Regions from separate parts of the Cricetulus griseus genome. Here region 1 is linked to region 2. A link is a contact called in public Hi-C data. All regions are on one chromosome and are shown on one strand. Each heading gives the region's core, a stretch centred on a gene start, on an enhancer-like site or on the middle of the called end of the contact. The rest is flanking DNA. Distances are from core to core; before and after follow the strand shown.

Region 1 (5,074 bases), core at 341-2,840, 340 kb before region 2:
TTTTTTCCAGTGAGGAAACTGAGGCACAGAGAGACGAGGTCATAGTTCACCGTCACTGTCTCCTGGTTGGTAAAAGGGGAACAGATTTTCATCTCAGCAGCCTGGTCCAGCTCTTGAGTGCTCCCGGCTTGTTCCTTTATGTGCAGTACCCAGACATGCCCCCTGTGCTGCTGTGTGGTTCCCAGGACCCCAGAGAGAATTCCCACCCAGATCGGGAAGCATGACAGGTGCTGAGGCAGGAGACCCCAAGAAGCCTGGGGAGGGGCTGGAGAGATGATTCACATGTTAAGAGCACTGGAAGCTCTTCCAGAGGATCTGAGTTCAATTCCCAGCAACCACACGGTGGTTCACAACCATCTATGATGAAATCTGGTGCCCTCTTCTGGCCTGTAGGCAGAACACTGTATACATAATAAATAAATTAATTTTTTTAAAAAAAAGAAGAAGCCTGGGGAGGAAGAGAGATTAGAGGGTCGGGTGCCCAAATGCATCCCAGTTGTGTCCAGCACAGTGGTTCTCAGCCTTCCTAACATGCATGAGACCCTTTAATACAGTTCTTCATGTTGTGGTGTTGTGGTAGCCCCAAACCATAAAATTATTTTTATTGCTACTTCATAACTGTAATTTTTCTTTTTTGTTGTTGTTGTTGTTTCAAGACAGGGTTTCTCTGTGTAGTCCTGGCTGTCCTAGAACTCACTCTGTAGATCAGACAGGCCTCAAACTCAGAGATCCACCTGCCTCTGCCTCCCAATTGCTGGGATTAAAGGCATGAGCCATCACTGCTCTGCCATAACTGTATTTTTCTAACTGTTATGACTTGTAATGTAAATAATTTCAGAGATAGACATTTGCCAAAGGGGTTGTGACCCACGGGTTGAGAACTGCTGTTCTAGACGGAGTGCCGTTTACCAGGCCAGGCTGCTAGGTAAGAGCCCAGGCCTGTCTAGTCCAGGCTTGTTCCAGACAGGTGGCAAGTGGTGGGCAGGGCAGGAAGAGTCATATGTCTAAAAATAATGCCTGGCTCCCGGAGCCTGCCACAGGATGGAGCGAGACAGCAAGAGAGTGGGCAGGATTCCCTAGAATGTGGGGGGTTGTGTATATAACTTCAAGGGAGCTGTCCCACTTTGAAGTCTGGGGAGCTGGGCTAGAGGAGTGAGGTGCTGGGGGCAACAAATGGTACCATCCTGGAGTCAGGTTTGAGCCATTCCAGGCCATGTGCTTTGGGGGTCACAGCTTGCACAAAGAGGGTTAGAGGAGCATGTAGGAGGCAGGAAGGTCTCTGCAGTGTGGCCACTATGCCCATTTCTCTCATCTTCTTGTCACCTGCCTCGCTCACTTAGGATATGGGACTCCATACCCAAGCCACCCCTCCCCCACTTCACCCTACCCTTACCCCTCCCCTGCAACCTCATCTCCTCAGATGGATAGGCAAGGCCTAGTGTAGGGCAAGGACTTGTAAGCTGATAGACACAGCACAGTGGCCTCTCTGGTTTCCCTCTGTGTCTATGGCTACCATCTGCCCTCTGCTGGGCCACAGGAATGTCTTCTGTTTGAGGAGCCAGAGACCCAATGATGTCACACAGGCCTCTCTGACCCAGCTTTGTGCAACTCTTGGGTCTCTGGTCTTAGACTGTGGGCAGCAGCTGTTTGCGGGCAGGACATGGTTTCCCCATGACATCAGCTTTGGCAAGCAAGTAGGCAGGGGTGGGCGGCCAGCCCTGTGAATGGAGGCTGGATGGCATTGTGTCTCCCTGGGCCAGGCTCTGTGACCACGCCATGCCCACGTCCAGCTCACAGGAAAGCCACTTCCTGCCCCGCCCACTTCAGGGTCCAGATGAGGGTGGGCGAGAGGGACATTGCATGGACATTATGCCAAGGACAGTTGGAAATGGTTTTCAGCTGTGTCACAGAATGTGGCACAGACCCTGTGACCTGGGGCAGACCCAGGCACGCTGCCCTGTGATACTACATATCACCAGCAGATGCCGCTATTGGTCACACAGAAGGTTCCAGGCATCCTGTCTTGCCTAGTGGCAGAACTTGAATCTGGGACTGAAGTAGAAACTCTCCGGCCAAGGGTTTCCACACTGCAGGTGATTTGCAGCAGGCAGGTAGGAAAGACAGCCTGGCCCAGAAGCTGGGTAGACAGAGTAGCTGCATGGAGCATGGGGGGTTCTGGATAATGGTACCTCCTCTCCTACCAGGCTGTGGCACCTACTCTTCAGGGAGGCGAGTGAGTCTCTCTGAGTTCAGGCCTGGGCTACAATTCCTCACAGAATTAATTTCCTAGAAGAAAAAAAAAAATAAAGATCAATGCCTGTCCCTCGGTGCCAGACATTAAACTCCTTCTCGGGATTGGTGGTGGCGAGCTGTTGTGACAGGGGTGACAACGGAGACACCCAGGGGAGACTGGTGGAAGCTCAGTCGATGCCTCACTTCCTGACACCCATGTGGCTGAGCACACTGTCATTGAGTCAGGACATGCAGCCACCCGCCCCTGCAGCCATTCACACCCCCCCACACACACTTCATTTGCGAGCCCCTCAGTTCACAGCACGGTGCCTGTGGCAGAGCAGAGCCCCAAATGAGCTATTTATGGGCCATCTTTCCACGTTGCTCGCATATTATAATTAAGAGATAATGTCAGTGGAATAGAACGTTGTCACCCAGTAACGGCCTCCTGCCGCCTCGGAAATGTCACGGCAAAGTCACAGATATATCAAGCATAAAACTGACGTTTGTTTTCAGAGCAGGATCACTGATCCTGGGACGGTGATACAGCTGCAGCTTCATTTCTGTCTCAGAAGTGATGGATGCCGATGATGGCTGGGTCTGAAGGAGGAGGGGTCTTGTCTGTGGTGGGACCAGCTGGGCCTGTGCTTCACATGGCAAGTAGAGGATATGGCTGCCCTCTGCATCCCGCTCTCAGCTATAGCCATGAAGGTGGCCTGGGTGCCCTGGCTCTCGATGGGGCCGTGTGTTTTCTGCAGCCCAAGAGGCTGCCAGATGGTAGGGTCCCCCTTCCTGTCACCGTGTTGTCTCTGGGGAACTGAGCGGCTGCTGGTAGCTTGTCCTTGGACAACATCAGTCTCCAAGTCACTGCTCTGAGCCACACGGCCTTGGAAGGACAGTGGTGACTTTGTGACTGGGGTGTCTACACTGTGGAGTAGCTAAGGGTCTGCAGGATTCCAGAGTGGTGTCCTGGTGAGATCACTTATCTGGCTGACGTTGTATCACCCAGCGACATTGTCAGGTGCACATCTGCTCACGCTCCGTACACTCCACTGACATAGCCTGGTCCCAACACATCTTGTCCCCAGCCCTGAACATCAGCCTTAGCTCAGTCCCCATACCCCCTGCCAGCCCTGCCAGTCAGGCCTTTAACCCATCTCGTTATCTTGGGACACCATTTCTCCACACCCCACTCCTGATGGCCTCCCCACTTCTACTGTGACCACTCATCCTGAGCATCCATGCTGAGTGTCTCCTATAGACTCCAGCTCGGGCTCTCCTACTCCCAAGCTTCCATCTTAAGCACTTGCCATACCCCCCCTCCCCACCGAAACACACAATTTTTTTTTACACTGCTGGGATGGAACCTGGGGCCTCATGAATGTTACGCAATCACTGACAATGAGCCACAGCCTGGCTGGCAGACCTCCTCCAGAACACTGATCGGCAAACGGTCACCTCAAATCCCAGTGACGGAGACATTTAGCTCCTGCCTTTGCAGGCCAGTGAGGGAGGCTGGTCCTGTCCCAGGTGAGCTTACTCACACATCCTCAGGGTGGTCTGTGGCAGATTGCATCTTATTAAGGGGGTTGAGCGTTTGCGTGCGCTCCATGGTCATAAGCCTTAAACACACATGGCTTCCGGCAGTGGGTCTGCCCCAAAATGTGAGGACATTCTCCCCCACAAGAGCTCTGGCTGCGCTGTCCATCGGGGAACAGATGGACAGTCATCCGCCCTAGAGATAGAGGACCAGAGCAGGCATAAATTGTGACCATTAAGAGGTTTCTGCCACTGAGTCTCCCATCTGGTACTTGCCAAGCAGCTGGCTTGTCCTGGGCCGTGCCGTGGGTGCTGGGGCAGCAGCGGACAGAGCAGCCATGTTCCCACTAGGTCACATTTGAGTGAGGAGTATGCCTCATGTCTTGCTGTGCAGCATGTACATAACCAGGGGCTACATGCTTGCCCCGTGCAGGCATTGACTGAATTAGCATGAGGGTAGTCACAGAGGTGTGAAGAAGAAGAGGAGCTCCCATCTGCCCGTGGTCCCTTAAGAGCCCATGCCGAGTCATTCAGACCTCACCTTGATCACACCTTGACAAGCGTGGTCAGGCACACCTGTAGCCAGCCCTTAGGAGGCATGGTTACGGTGTCTCCCTACAGAGGTGTCTTGCTGTGGACCCAACTCTTCATTCACAAAATGGTGAGGTTCCTACCTCTCATGTTAGGGGAACAGTCTGCTCACAGAAGCAATGAGTGCTATGTTTGTCTAGTCCTTAAGAGACTTTGTATAGTCTCCACCTATGTCACAGTGTGCAACATAACACACCTTGACCCCATGCATAGAACCTTTCAGGGTGAGAAGCAGGTGACACGGAATGATCACTGAAGCCCAGCCCTGGGCAGAGGGGGCTATGATGATGAAGGATGGTTGTAGGGGCCACTGAGTGTGGGGATCTTTTGTTATGCAGCACCTTGAGTCTGGAACTAACTGAGACAACCTGTGATTGGTAAATGTTATCAATAGCCCCATTTTACATTGAAGAAAACTATGGCCCAAATTCATGAGAAATGTGACCAAATACCAACATAGCACCCAGCCGTATTGACTGGGCTTTGGTGCAAAGAGATCACATGCCTACCCCATGGCTGTACACAGAATGGCGCCACCCCACACCCATACACTGAGAGTGGCAGAGAAAGGCTTTTCTGAACAAGACTGTTCAGTCATGTTTTAGGGGTATGGTCTGCATACAAAAGCAAAGCTGTGTTTATGTGACCAGCCTGTAAGAGAACATATATAGTTTCTATTGGAGTCACAGTGTGCAGCATGCACGCCGTGGCC
Region 2 (5,562 bases), core at 2,568-5,067:
AGGAGCATGGCGGCATGAAGGCAGACATGGTGTTGGAGAATTCTACATCTTGATCCAAAGGCAACAGGAAATGAACTGAGAAACTGGGCATGGCTTGAGCATATATGACACCTCAAAGCCCACCTCCATAGTGACACACTTCTCCAACAAAGCCATATTGTTACTCCCTATGAGTTTATGGGGGCCGATTACATTTAAACTACCACAGTCCACTTCCTGCAATGTCCTAACTCCTCCTCCTAGGTCCCAATTTAATGTCAGCAGGTCCCCCTCCTAGTGTCCCACCACCACCCAAAAGCACCATGGGCAGGGACTTCCATCAGTGTATGGATATCTGGGGAATATTCCAGATCTGGACTACAGCAGTGGTCACTTCCAAGAGGAGCAGAAACCCAGTGGCCTCCTCAGCCCAGGAAGGGGCCTTACAGGAAAGCCACTGTAAGCCTTGGACTGTTCTAAGTGTCCCCTGCCATTTGTCTAGCGATGTCTACCTGTGCAGGAAGTGCTCAGCATACAGGGGAGGCAAAACTTCATGTAACAAGTAGGCTCTAGAACCCCATCATAGAAGAGAAGTCTATTGTGGAATATTAGTTTAACCATGTAAAGATATGTTACATTTATTTATGTTGCGGAACATTAACTATGTAAAGGTGTGTTGTCTTTGTGTTGCAATTGTTTCACCTTGCCTGCCTAAGGCATGTGACTGGTCTAGTAAAAATCTGAATGGCCAAAAAGCAGAGGAGAGATAGGCGGGGCTGGTGGACAGAGAGAATAAGTTGGAGCATGAATCTAGAGAGAAGAATGAGGGAGAAGGAGAGGGCGATGCCCAGCGATGCAGCTGCCAGGAAGTCAGACACAGAGTAGGACATACAGAATAAAAGGAAGGTCAAACGGCAGAAGGCAAAACGTAAATGGAGAGAAACAGGTTAAATTAAGTCATAAGAGCTAGTGGGACAAGCCTAAGTTAAGGCCAAGCATTCATGACTTGGGGGCTGGCAGTTGGAAAAAGGTTGCTACAGAAGTCTGTTTGGGAGGCCTTGCAAGTCCTCTGAAGGAAAAAGAGTGAATTCAATCAGAGCCATTAATTCCACATTTCCTCCTAATCGCTGGTGATGAAGACATAGAGGCAGGAGCAGAAGCAAATTAGGAGTTGAAGCTCCTCCTAATGACTGGGGATTTCCTTCCCAGTGGACAGAGCGGCTGTGAATGCTAGCACTGCTGTAGACTGCAGAAGATCAGCCTCCCCTGCTCTGGTATCCTAAGACCTGGCCCCAAAGACACATAGGCAGAGATGATGATAGCTATGTGACAAGGGAGATATCTGGAACAATTGGCTGTAACAGTATGGCCACAAGCCACACAAGGTCAGAGACTAACAGATCCCAGCTGAGGACCCAGAGAGCACAGGGCTGGCAGATGCTGGTGACTAGGGAGCACTGGGTACTGCCAGGTGCTGAGGACTGCTGGGTGCTGGGGACTGGTGGCCTCTTGGGTGGAAAGCACAATGGTTATTGTTCTGAGCCGCTCATCAAATGGAGCTTGATCACAGCAGCCAAGGCCACTTGAGATAACTAAAGGGCTTGATCCCTGGTAATGTGACAAAGCTGTGTTGGCCCAGGAGGGACAGCAAGTGCCAGTGGAGGCATGCCTGAAGAGGCTGTGACAGGGGTCCAGGGATGAGGCCTGTGTTGGACCATGACAATGTCTCGGGCAGCACCCACAGAAGCCTTGCTCTCACTGTAGCTCCTTGCCGCTGCCTGTTTACAAGTTCAATTCTCTGGACACTTTTTGAACACCGCCTGCCAGCAGTACCCTTCCAGACATTTCCTGCTCTCAAGTCAGCCTGTTCATTTCGTTCTTCACAGTTAACATCCCTGACTGGTCTAAAACATTGCCCAGATAATTCAGAATGCTCTGTCTGTGCACACATTTGATTTGGAAGGGTTCCTCCGAGTTCCAGACAGATATTCTCCTCAACTGTCCATGGGTTGTCACGTAGCAGCAACCGTGACTCATCACTGCTGAGTGATGGGTGGTCAGTGACAACTGATAAAACCATGCATGTCTCTGGGACCTGGGTTTTTTTCTGTTTGTTTTGAGACAGGGTATATATATATATATATATATTTTAATTTAATGTACATTGGGATTTTGCCCACCTGTATGTCTGTATGAAAATCTCAGATCCCCTGGAACAGGAGCTACAGACAGTTGTAAACTGCCATGTGGGTGTTAGGAATTGAACCTGGGTCCTCTGAAAGAGCAGCCAGTGCTCTTAACCGCTGAGCCATCTCTCCAGCCCCTGAGACAGGGTTTTACTATGTATCTCTAGCTGTTCTGAAACTCAACAATACGCCTGCCTCTGTCTCCCAAGTACTGGGAGTAAAGACATCACCTGAAAGCTTCAATTAACAAAATGAATTTTGAATTTCTGTGACATGAAATTTAAAATATTTCATTGATTTTGACTGTTATTAGGCATTAAAATACCTCCAGACAGTAGATATATCTTTAGATATTTGCTTACTTAATCATAAAATTCAAAGTTAACCCAGGGTCTAGAAAGATGACTCGGTGGTTAAAAACACTGGCTGCTCTTGCAGAGGGCCCAGGTTTGATTTCCAGCACTCAAATGATGGCTCACGACTATCTATAACTCCAGTTCTAGGGGATCTGCTACCCTTCTCTGGTCTCTGAGCACCATTAGGCATATGCATGGTGTACAGACACATATGTCTGCATACATACAACACTCATACACATTAAAAAACAAAACAAAAACCAAGTTAATTCAGGGGCCATTTCACGTCTGTAATCCCAACACTTGTGATATGGAGATAGGATTGCTGTGAGTTCAAGCCTGGCCAGGACTATGGAATAAGATTGTGTCTCAAAAAAAACCCCAAAACATAGCCAGGCATTGGTGGAACATGCCTTTAATCCCAGCACTCTGGAGGCAGAGGCAGGTGGATCTCTGTGAGTTCGAGGCCAGCCTGGTCTCCAGAGCGAGTGCCAGGATGGGCTCCAAAGCTACACAGAGAAACCCTGTCTCGAAAAACCAAAAAATAAAATAAAATAAAATCTGTAGAAGTTTTAAAGACCAGTGGAATGGCAAAGGCGGAACACAATACTTGGAGCGAAGCACAACCCCGCAGGACCACCAGGACTGCTGTGCCAGGAGACAGAAAGTGCTCACAGAACCAAGGCCCATGGCTTCTGGCAGCTGCTCAGGGCCATAGTGGCCAGCCCCAACCCCATCCTCATCTCCAGTCATCTCCCCATGTGCAATGGGGCAGAGCGAGCCTGTTTCCTAGTTGTAAATGTTCCCCACCTGTACGTTTGCTATGGCACATGCATGGATGTCTGAGAACAACTTGTGAGAGAAGTTTCTCTCCTTCCACCGTATAGGTCCCAGGGATTGGACTTGGGTCCTCAGGCTTGGCAACCATCCTCTCCTAGGTTTGCCCATCTTGCTTTGTTGCCAGTGTCCACAGTGACAAGGGAGGGACAGGGGGTCTTTCAAAGCTGGATACAGCAGTGGTAGGGCCTTTGGACAGTACAGGTGCTATAGACTCACCTTTAACCAAGCAATGCAAGAGTATCTCCGCCAAAGCTTCACAGGAGAGCGTGAGATGTGAAGATGTCCCTTCTGATTTACAAATAGGAATGAACTGCCCTTAGTCTTCTATAAGCAAACTCATGACGAGATGATGCCAACTGGAGCAGCATTTGGGAACTGTGCCCAGGCCTGGCACATGTTTGCTTGGCCCATGCTGTGAATGGCACTATTATTATCCTTGTTTCGTAGTGAGGGAAACTAGAGTCTTTTATCTATTCTGCCAGGATGCTGGATTCAAACCCTGGGCAGGAGGAGCTGGGCTGCCCTTCACTGATGAAAAGGAGTTTTTTTTATTTTAAGGAAACATTTGACCTTAAACTTAATAGAGCAGGGAGGGTAATGCTTACTTATGTCAGTCACTGTGGACTTAAGCAAACCAGCTTGTTAACTAGCAGGCCTGAAAGTACTTCCTGGTTTTGTTTATTCTGGAAATCTATTTTGAGTGACTAACACTATTATTTCAGCAAAGGTGGAAACAAAAGCTTGCTGAGCCGGGTGGTGGTTGTGTACGCCTTTAACCCCAGCACTCGGAAGGCAGAGGCAGGCGGATCTCTGTGAGTTCAAGACCAGCCTGGTCTATAAGAGCTAGTTCCAGGACAGCCTCAAAAGCCACAGAGAAACCCTGTCTCGAAAAAAACAAAAACAAACAAATAAATAAAAGCTTGCTGAAGTCATTTGCCGGCCACTTCATTTACTTTTATGAGTCACACTTTGGCGGCTGGTGTTTGATCTCAAGAATGTGTAGGTGGTCTGGAGTGGCGACACAGTGGTTAGAAGCATTTGATGTTCTTGTAGAGGAATTGAGTTTGGTTCCCAGCTCCCCACCCCTCCCCCATCTGGCAGCTCACAATCGCCTGGAACTCCAGCTCCAGGGAATCCAGCGCCCTCTTCTGGCCTCCCTGGACTCCTGCACGTGCATGTGCATGCACATATACATCTAAACATAAATAAAAAAGGCAAGAAAATAATTTAGGACTTGGGTGTAGTGGCACACACCTGAGGCAGAAGGATCACAGATTTGAAGTTGAGCCACAGAGGGAGATTCTGTCTCTGAGAAGAACAGAAAAGTGCCAACCACAAAGATACAATTTACCCCTCAGGCAGGAAGAGAGGCCTTCTGAAAGAAACCAACAGCAGTCTGTCATAGGGTAAGAGTCTGGCGAGGTCCCAGCAAAGGGACTTTCCCTCCCCCTCTGTGATGCTTGGTGGTCCTGCCCACCTTCAGCAGAAATTCCCCAGCCAGGCTGCTTCTCCTGAGGGTTTTCTATACACTGACCCCTCTCTCTGCTCCCCAGCCACCTACACAGAATCCAAAGGGGACCCACTTCTCTTGGGTTGAGTTTGGACCTTATCACAATGGTGCCAAATAAAATCTCCTTGGGATTCAGCCAGCATCAGGGTTGATGCTTTTCTGAAACAGGAAAAGCAATCAAGATAATTCCTAAAAACCTACAGAAAAAGGTCTGTATTTTTAAAAACCAAACTTCAAGATAAGCATGTTCCAAGAACATTTCAAAATAAGAGTATTCCAGGAATTTCTCAAAATAAGAGTGCTCCAAGAACATTTCCAGAACAAGTCATTCTCACCTGTCCACTCCCTCAGTGTTCAGAGCTCATCTCCAGTCATTATTCAGTGCTACCCCAGTGAATCTCCCAAATGGGTGTGGACGGACACCCTCTGCTCACTGAGTTTCCCCTACAACCCTAGCCTCAGGGCCATTCCACAGGAATGCTGCCCACATTTCTCAGTTCTTGACTCACTCCTTTTCAGCCTCCCTAAACAAATCTGTGTTCCAAAACCTTCTGAATTCTTCCCCTCATCCCCGATATCACTGCTTTTTGGATGGTACCCACAGCAGCTGCCACCCACCTGGTGTCTCCTATTGTGCCAGAGGTTTCCAGAGGCAGCACACTTTCTGTTTCTGTGCCGCCCCCAGTGTGTG

The links. A called contact is a pair of places that touch in the nucleus more often than the background predicts.
Region 1: a Hi-C map of liver shows a contact between it and region 2, with 5 times the contacts expected there. The contact joins two enhancer-like sites. A contact is called at or near these places in 7 of 8 Hi-C or Micro-C datasets (the CHK-Q cell line, the CHL-YN cell line, the CHO-K1 cell line and 3 more).

Annotation. Positions count from the first base shown.
Region 1 is chr4:104,880,302-104,885,375 of CriGri-PICRH-1.0, reverse strand. No RefSeq gene overlaps it. Among named protein-coding and RNA genes, the nearest start is that of Ncor2, 76 kb to the right of the region's middle. Within about 2 kb of position 1,590, at least 4 of the 6 cell types and tissues checked have open chromatin away from gene starts, as enhancers often do.
Region 2 is chr4:104,537,321-104,542,882 of CriGri-PICRH-1.0, reverse strand. No RefSeq gene overlaps it. Among named protein-coding and RNA genes, the nearest start is that of Ccdc92, 38 kb to the right of the region's middle. Within about 2 kb of position 3,817, at least 1 of the 6 cell types and tissues checked has open chromatin away from gene starts, as enhancers often do.